Linked DNA regions of Capra hircus: region 2 is linked to region 1. Evidence: chromatin contacts called from public Hi-C data. All regions are on one chromosome and are shown on one strand. Each heading gives the region's core, a stretch centred on a gene start, on an enhancer-like site or on the middle of the called end of the contact. The rest is flanking DNA. Distances are from core to core; before and after follow the strand shown.

Region 1 (3,434 bases), core at 559-3,058:
ACATCAGGTAACATTGTTTCAGCAGGGTGATCTTACTGTTACCATAATAATATTGATTACATACTGTTATCAATAGCCTAACATTGATTACAGTGTTTCTAATAACCAGCTTCTGAAGTATCACTCCCCTCCCCACGTCACTAACCACCATAAACGCTGATGCTGATTTCACTCTCTTTGTACTAAACTCTTCTCCAATAATATGGACTCGTTCAAATGTCTCACTCACTCAGGACCCTTTTTTCTCCTGGGAAACTGGCAAACTGTTCCAGCTAGCTCAGGAGAAGGCTGTGCTGTCGCTCCTAGAGGTCACATTCATATGTGAACCCAGCTCTTTGCATGTCTTTCCAACAGCGGGATTTCAGAGCAGCTTTGCGGGCTGCTGGGAGCGGCATCTCGGCTCTGGCCGCCTTTTCATTACACCTCAGATCACATCCTGTAATTGGCAGCCGAATCCACTCAGCCTAAGATGGCTTTCTGCATCCATCCATCCTTTGCTGCTGACTTTGAAGGGATCAAAAGAGCCCTGTTTATTTTCCTAATCTCTCTAATCCTCATAACTATCCCTGCGAGGATGCAGGTATCATCACCACCATTTTTCAGATGAAACGAAGGCCCTGCAGGTTTTAGTGACAGGCCCAAGGTCACCCCCAGGAGCTGGTGGCAGAGACGGGAGAGGACTCAGACCGGCTGATCGCCCAGGCCGTTGGTCTCCACTAGACCCTGCTGTCTCGCTGAATTCCCCCTGCAGTTTCAATTGAATATCATGTTCTTCTTCACTTCCTGCCTTAAACAGAGCAACAGCTGCCACTTTCCCCTCCTGAGCCGGCTGGCGGTACTTCAGTGGTGGGTGAAGTTATCCTGGGATATGAAGTGGGTGAAGCGTTTCAGGATAAAAGAGCCATCAAAACGGAAGATATTCGCCAAGCTACAAAAGGGATGCCTTGACTTTACTGCTTTCCCTGACTTTCAGATGACATCGTGTGTAAGAGGGAAAACTGCGTGGGAGGGTGAGTATGGGGATTAGAGGAGGGGAATTTATGGAGGGGGGAAAAAGATGTGTGTGTAATTGGATGAAAACTTCTCCGCAAAACAAAAAAAAAAAGGCATCAGTGTTATTGGTGAGGAGCCTGATGTATGCTGTTGTTGGACTGTCCTGGGTTCATCTTTTTTTCCTTGTGAATGATGCTCTAAAGTTTCAGGAGGATTAAGGGTAGGAGGACTAGATTTGCTTCGCCCCATTCTGTCTCCTGTCCAGTGACTAGAGCAGTGGGAATGGAACTTTGGGGTGTTTCAGAACCACCGTAGCCACGGGGGGAGGTGTCGCTGTGGGGCCCTGTCCTGGGAGATTGTGGCTTAGGAGAATTTGTGGTCACTTTGGAGGGGACATTTAGGGAGGGGTGATGGCTGGCCGTCGTTGTGCCCCCGCCCCTCATATGCATTTTGGTAAGAGGGAGGCCTGTCAGGAAGGCCTGTCTGCTCCACCCTCCAGGCATTTTGCAGAGGCCTGTCTGCAGGCGGAGTGAGCCTCCCAAGCAGGAGAGGAGAAGCTCGGCCTCGGAAATCTGAGCGGTTTGGTCCAGGCCAGGAGGAAATTGAAAAACTTCCCAAGCAAAACGTCTACTTCCCGAAGAGATAAAAAGCAGCTCAGGGTTATAAATCCGTGCCAACCTCAGGACCCAGAGGTCAGGGTCAGGCTGGAGGCTGGAGAAGGGACATCAGCGTGCCCGCCCCGGGGTGCGGAATGCCAGGCGGGAGATCCGGCGGGGCACAGGAAGCCCCAAAATTCTGGGGTCCCCAAAATGCTGGGGTCCCAGGGGTCCACGAGGCTCCAGCAGACGCTCCCCCGCCCCCGTTCAGAGGCGTGGCGTCGGGGTCCACGCTGCTCCCACGCGGGAGTGGCGGTCACGCCGGGCCCCTCCCCACGCGGCAACCGCTTGTCAGTGTGGTGCCGCTTGTGGCTTTCCTCCTGGAAGCCAACTTTGACAAGTTAACCCAGAGGAAGCACACCCTCCGGGAAGACGGTGAAGGGCTGGCAGCTTCTTGTTTCCTAAACCCAGAACCTGAGCTGAACCAGGAGGCTGGCTGACCAGGTGCCCAACCTCAGTTCCAAGTGTGGGGGGAAGAGGGGGGGGGTCTGTCGGTCCAACTGGACCCCATTTAGGGCATGTGGGCCCCTGAGAAGGCAGCCCTAATTACCCTCTGGAGCGTCTGGAGTGTTCAGGAAACCATGAGTTATGACTGCCTCAGCGCAGATGGAATTATGACTCCAGGCGCTTTTGGCCTTTCACTTCCATTTGCAGGAGCTACTTATTGTAACCTGCCCACATTCCCCATCTGGAAAGGGGTTCCCATGCCCCACCTCACTTCAGAGCCTCAGTCACCCCAAATTACAAATTTGCAAAAAAAATTGTCCCTAGAATCAAGGAAACACTTGATACCTTTCCCACAGAGGCAAGGAGGCCATTTCCAAGGGCAAAAGATAATGCTGGGACTAAAACTTCTGTGTTTCTGTATTTTAATCACTTCCCACTGCTGGGGAATGAGACAGGCAACCATCAGGCTGAAATGAGGAGAGGGGGAGAAGTTTTAAATAATTTGACCTTAAAGCGTGTTCCCCTTAAGGATGGCATTATAATGTTAGATAGGCCCTTTGACCTTTCCAGGCCTCGCATTTTTCACTCTATAATATAGCTGTCATTTCATGCAGTAAGCAAACCATGAATCTTGACCTCCTCCGAAGGGGCTTGAGCTCCATAATTGAAAGGTGGCAAAAGCTGAGTGCAATGTGAATGTGTGATTGCTTGCTGTAAAATTAGGAACTCAATTATGGAAGCTTGTTGGGCAAGCCTCACAAAGATACAAGGCCATGTTTTTAACGGAGCTATCATGTTCAATAAAGAGTTGACTCTCCCCTCAGAGCAGTCCTCACTAAAGGCCATCTCAAGTCTCTAAAATGGTATTACAAATAAGACAGAACTCAGGACAAGAAGTTGGCAAGGTGTAGGAAAAAGGCCAGTGATCTGGACTTGGCCAGCCTGCATTCTAGTCCCAGCACTGGCTAGTTCATGACCTTGGGTAAGTCACTCCATTATCCTGGTCCTTGCTCTCATCATGTTTTTGTTTCATTTTTTAGTTGTAAAAGAACAGTCAACATAAATTTAGCCTCTTAATAATTTTGTAGTGCACAGTAAGCGTTGGTAACTATACGTCATTCATGGTATTATACAACAGATTTCTAGAACATTTTCATCTTGTATTACGAAAACTCTATACCCGCTGAAAAACATCTTATTTTTCCCTCCCCTCAGCTCCTGGCAGCCACAATCCTACTTTCTGTTTCTATGAGTTTACTTTAGCTTTCTCATGAGTAGAATCATGCAATATTTGTCTTTTTGTGACCAGCTTATTTAACTTAGCAAACTGTCCTCAAG
Region 2 (3,833 bases), core at 12-2,511, 400 kb after region 1:
AAGAAGGCTCTGGCGCGTCTGGTGGTGAGCAAACCAACAAAAGGAATGCCTAAAAGGTCTCACAGAGATCAGGAATGGGCGCTGGGTCCCTGCTCACTGGAAACTCAGCACCCAAAGCAGTGCTTGCTTAGGTCTCCCATCTGCATTTTCGAAAATACAAGCAGGTTTAGTCCAACCTCCCCCGACCTGTTCCCAATCAAGTGATCTTACGCCTCTGGAATTGGGATTCTGAATGTATGTGTCTACCCCACGTCTGGTATTATATTACAACAGCATGAAAATGGAGCCTAGGACCGAGGAGCGGCCAGCCTCAGAAGCCTTCTTCATTGCCTGCCGTGTAATACATGATATGCAAAGCCTCTGACTTCAGCCAGCAGATATGTGGAGACCGCGTTGGCCCTAGCATGGGGGCTAAACTAATGTGTGTTTAGGTCAGAAAGCGAATCAGAAAAGCCACTGGAGGGCACGTCACGGAGTGAGAGCCCTATAAATTCTGCTTCAGTCTCAGCGTCCCCTGGCAAATACTCGGCTTCCCTCCCTGGGCAGCTGCGCATCTCTCCTTCGTAGTGCTGGAGAACTCCGGCCAGCAGCAGCTCTCCTCGCCACTGCCTTCTGCCCTGCAGAAAAGCCAAAAAGCTAGACATCGAGGTGGAAGGAAAGCCTTCGACAGGCGCGAGGAAAGCCCAGTGCAGCTCTCCACTCGACAGAGCCCGGGCTCAGAGAGCTAGGCGCGAGGGCGAAGCCCGGCGCGGGCGCCGCGGTCAAGTTCGGATTGCCCCCTTCGGTTGGTCCGCGCAGAGCTCCGCACATTCCTCCGGATCTTCCCGGCGAGGAGGAAGCGCGAGCCCGGCCGCGTCTCCACGCGCTGAGCTCTCTCTCCCTGCACCCCGGGGAGGGGCCCCTCGCGTCACCCACTCGCACCCGGAGCCCCCCGCTTCGGGAGCTCGGGCGCCTCCTCGCTGTTCTCCTTTCCCTCCCCGCCAACGCCGCCGCTCGACCCCTCCCCTCCCGGGGCCCCGCGCCTCCCCTCCCCCACCCCGGCCCCCGGCCCGGGCTCTCCAGGACCAGCCTGCGCTCCTGGCGCCCTCATGTCTTCGCGGGACTCTCGGCGCCGGTTGACGTGGTGTCTCGTTCGGATTTCCAGGCCAGACCTCAGCTCCGGCGGCAGCATCAGCCCGGCCCGTCTCGTGCTCTCCGGCGCGGCGCCCCAAGAAGGCGCAGAGCGCGGCCGCCGCGGCTGAAGCGCCCGCCGCGCCCCGCGCCCGCGCGGCCCCGGCTGAGAGCGCGGCGCGCGCAGCCCTGTCACCCCCCAACCAAGGCAGCGGCGGCTGCTCGGACCTTGCCTTCTGGGGGTGCGGAGAGCCGGCGGGGGAGCTGTCGGCATCCCTCGCCCTTCTCACGGCGGCGGCGGCGGCGGCGGCGGCTGGAGCCTTGGCCGCCGCCTCCTGCGTGCCCTCCCTGCCGGGAACGGCCCCAGGATTGCGAACTCGTGCCCCTAACCTGCTGGGCGGGGCTCCGCGCTCCTGCCCTCGGCCCGGATGGGTCTCCTGGCTGGGACTCGGGGCTCCTGGAGTTAATGTCCAGCTGGGGGTCTGCGGAGACCGGATCCGAGGTGAGTGGGGGAGAGGGCCTAAGGGGAGGCGGGCGCGGCGGGCTGCGAGGCGCGGCGGGCTGCGGGGCGCTGGAGACAGAGGGGGGCGCGGCTGGACCTCAGAACGGGCAGTGGGTCTAGAAAGAGAAGAGACTAAGAGGGAACCGAGACACTGGGAGGACAGAGAAAGAGAAGTTAAACTGGAGACAGGCTGGCCTTGCAGAGGGGCAGTTTGCCTTTCCACGTGGGCAAAGATCTCTGGGGTCCCTCATGCCTCTCTCTAGACCCCGAGGTATTCGACAGGGACAGTTTCCCTCCCCGACTCGGCGGGGCGCTCTTCTGTCAAGTCCTGGGAAGGTGCCGGGCTGGGATCGTCTTTGAACCCACCACTGCCAAAGTTGGGTCCTCTGTGGAGGCGCTGCTGCATAGATATCATTACTGGGGTGTAACTTGTTTTGGTCTGTTCCGAGGGAAAGTGTAGGCCCCGGGAGGGGCTGCTACTAAAGGTGCTGAGAACCTAAAAACAGAGCGCTCATCTCCTCTGGAGCCGTCTTGCAAATCTACATTCCTCGCCCTTTTCTGAACCCGGTTACTTGCATGAGCCCGCAATTTCAACTAACCATCCCCGTCGAGGTTAAGCGAGGGGCTTCCGGGATAGCCCAGGACCTGGGTCTTCGTCTCCAACAGACTTTCGAGCCTCAAGGTCTCCCCTACGCCATCTAAGTGATGATTTGAATGACCGCTTTTCTCCTGCACTCTGTGCCACCTCCCCCAGTTAACATTCTCCACCACTACCCTGCACAACCTCAGGGCTGATTTCGCCGCCTTTTGGTTTCCAGCCCCTCTCGGGGCGGGAAATAACTTTCCGCGGACCTCCCCAGCCTTCTGGCGCCTCTCTGGTTTCGGCGGTGGCAAACCGGTCTGCAGAGCAGACGCGCGCTCTCCGGGGGAGCTGCCCAACCCGGTGCTCGCAAGATTTTTGCTCATTGGTGGGGGCAAACACAACTCTCCTGGGCGCTGCCGCGGATATGTTAGAGCGCACTCGACTCTTGCACAGTCTTTTCGATGTTCACTTAAGTACTCCAAGGAAGAGATGCTACTGCTAACCTCGCGCACGCACCTCTACCCGCAAAGCTCCAATGCGAGCTTCTGGGCTTCCGCCCATCCGCGACCGGGTTTGCACTGAGTTTCGCCATATCTTCGCTTTGGCAGGGTTCAGGGACAGTAGCGCCTTTACAACAAGTGTCAGGTGTCCGAGGAGCCCGCAGCGTCCCCAGCCCATTCTCGCAAGGGGTTCGGGTGCATTCTGGATCTGAAACACGGCCTCGGGCCCTTGACCTATTCCCAGACTGTCTGCAGAAAGCGTGGCTCATTCTTTTCCCTACTGCGGTGTTGGCACCAACTGAGTAAGTCCACCGTCAGTTCAGGATACAAGGCACAGCTGAAAAGCAATACATCTTTCAGCAACTTCTGTCCGTATTCCGAAAGAAAGCCTCCGAGTTACAGCGCGCCCCCACCCATCCACTCCCGCCTCCCTTTTTCTCCTCCTGAGACCTGGATCTCGAGGGCAAACCTCCCAGCCTGCCAGACACGGGAAAGTGCGGGGGCACTGGCGGCGGGAGCGCTTACCCGCGGTGAGGCTATCACCGAGACGCGGGGGAGGGAGGGGGAGTTCAAAAACCAGGTTGCCGAGAAACCAGCTTAAGTGAAGCGGGTAGAGAAAAATCCGGGAGAGAGGATGAAGAGCGGTAGGAGAGGATGAACAGCAGGGGTGCTGGTGAGGATATCCAAAAGTTCCGGGGGTAATTTGGATTCGGAGAGGATTGGGGGGTGGTGGAGAGCGTTCGTGCAGCGGTTCTATACTTAAAGTGGCAAGGCAGCCGCCCGGCCGCGTGGGCGCTTTGGGACTCCGGCGGTTTCTGGTGCCCCCTGGTGCTGGGAACTCAGAAGCGCCCGGCGGCGAGTCCCGCAGTCCGGCTCCCTGGGGCGTCCGTCCTTTCCGCCCCAGGCCTGAGGATCACCAGGTGCCGGTGCCCGTGACCTCCCCTTTTGCTCTGCTGGACGCAGAGAGGGACCAGCCTGTGGGGTACCGGAACGGGTGCGGGGGCACCTAGCGGAGGAGATCTTGTTTATTACCGCATGTGGCAGTGCGTTGGGCAGTTGGCGCGCGTAGCAGAGGCTGCCGGTTGCGGCAGAAACACGTCGGACAGATGTGCTTTGAGAAAGCGATAAAGAGACCGAC

Evidence for each region. Hi-C and Micro-C count contacts between places; a contact is called where the count stands out from the background.
Region 2: a Hi-C map of blood shows a contact between it and region 1, with 7 times the contacts expected there. The contact joins the promoter of GDNF here to the enhancer-like site in region 1. A contact is called at or near these places in 2 of 5 Hi-C or Micro-C datasets (blood and liver).

What each region holds. Positions count from the first base shown.
Region 1 is chr20:36,195,928-36,199,361 of ARS1.2, forward strand. No RefSeq gene overlaps it. Among named protein-coding and RNA genes, the nearest start is that of EGFLAM, 70 kb to the left of the region's middle. Within about 2 kb of position 1,809, at least 1 of the 5 cell types and tissues checked has an H3K27ac peak or open chromatin away from gene starts, as enhancers often do.
Region 2 is chr20:36,599,957-36,603,789 of ARS1.2, forward strand. It overlaps GDNF (glial cell line-derived neurotrophic factor), which reads left to right and starts at 1,262. Exons shown (of 3, transcript XM_018065785.1): 1 at 1,262-1,612.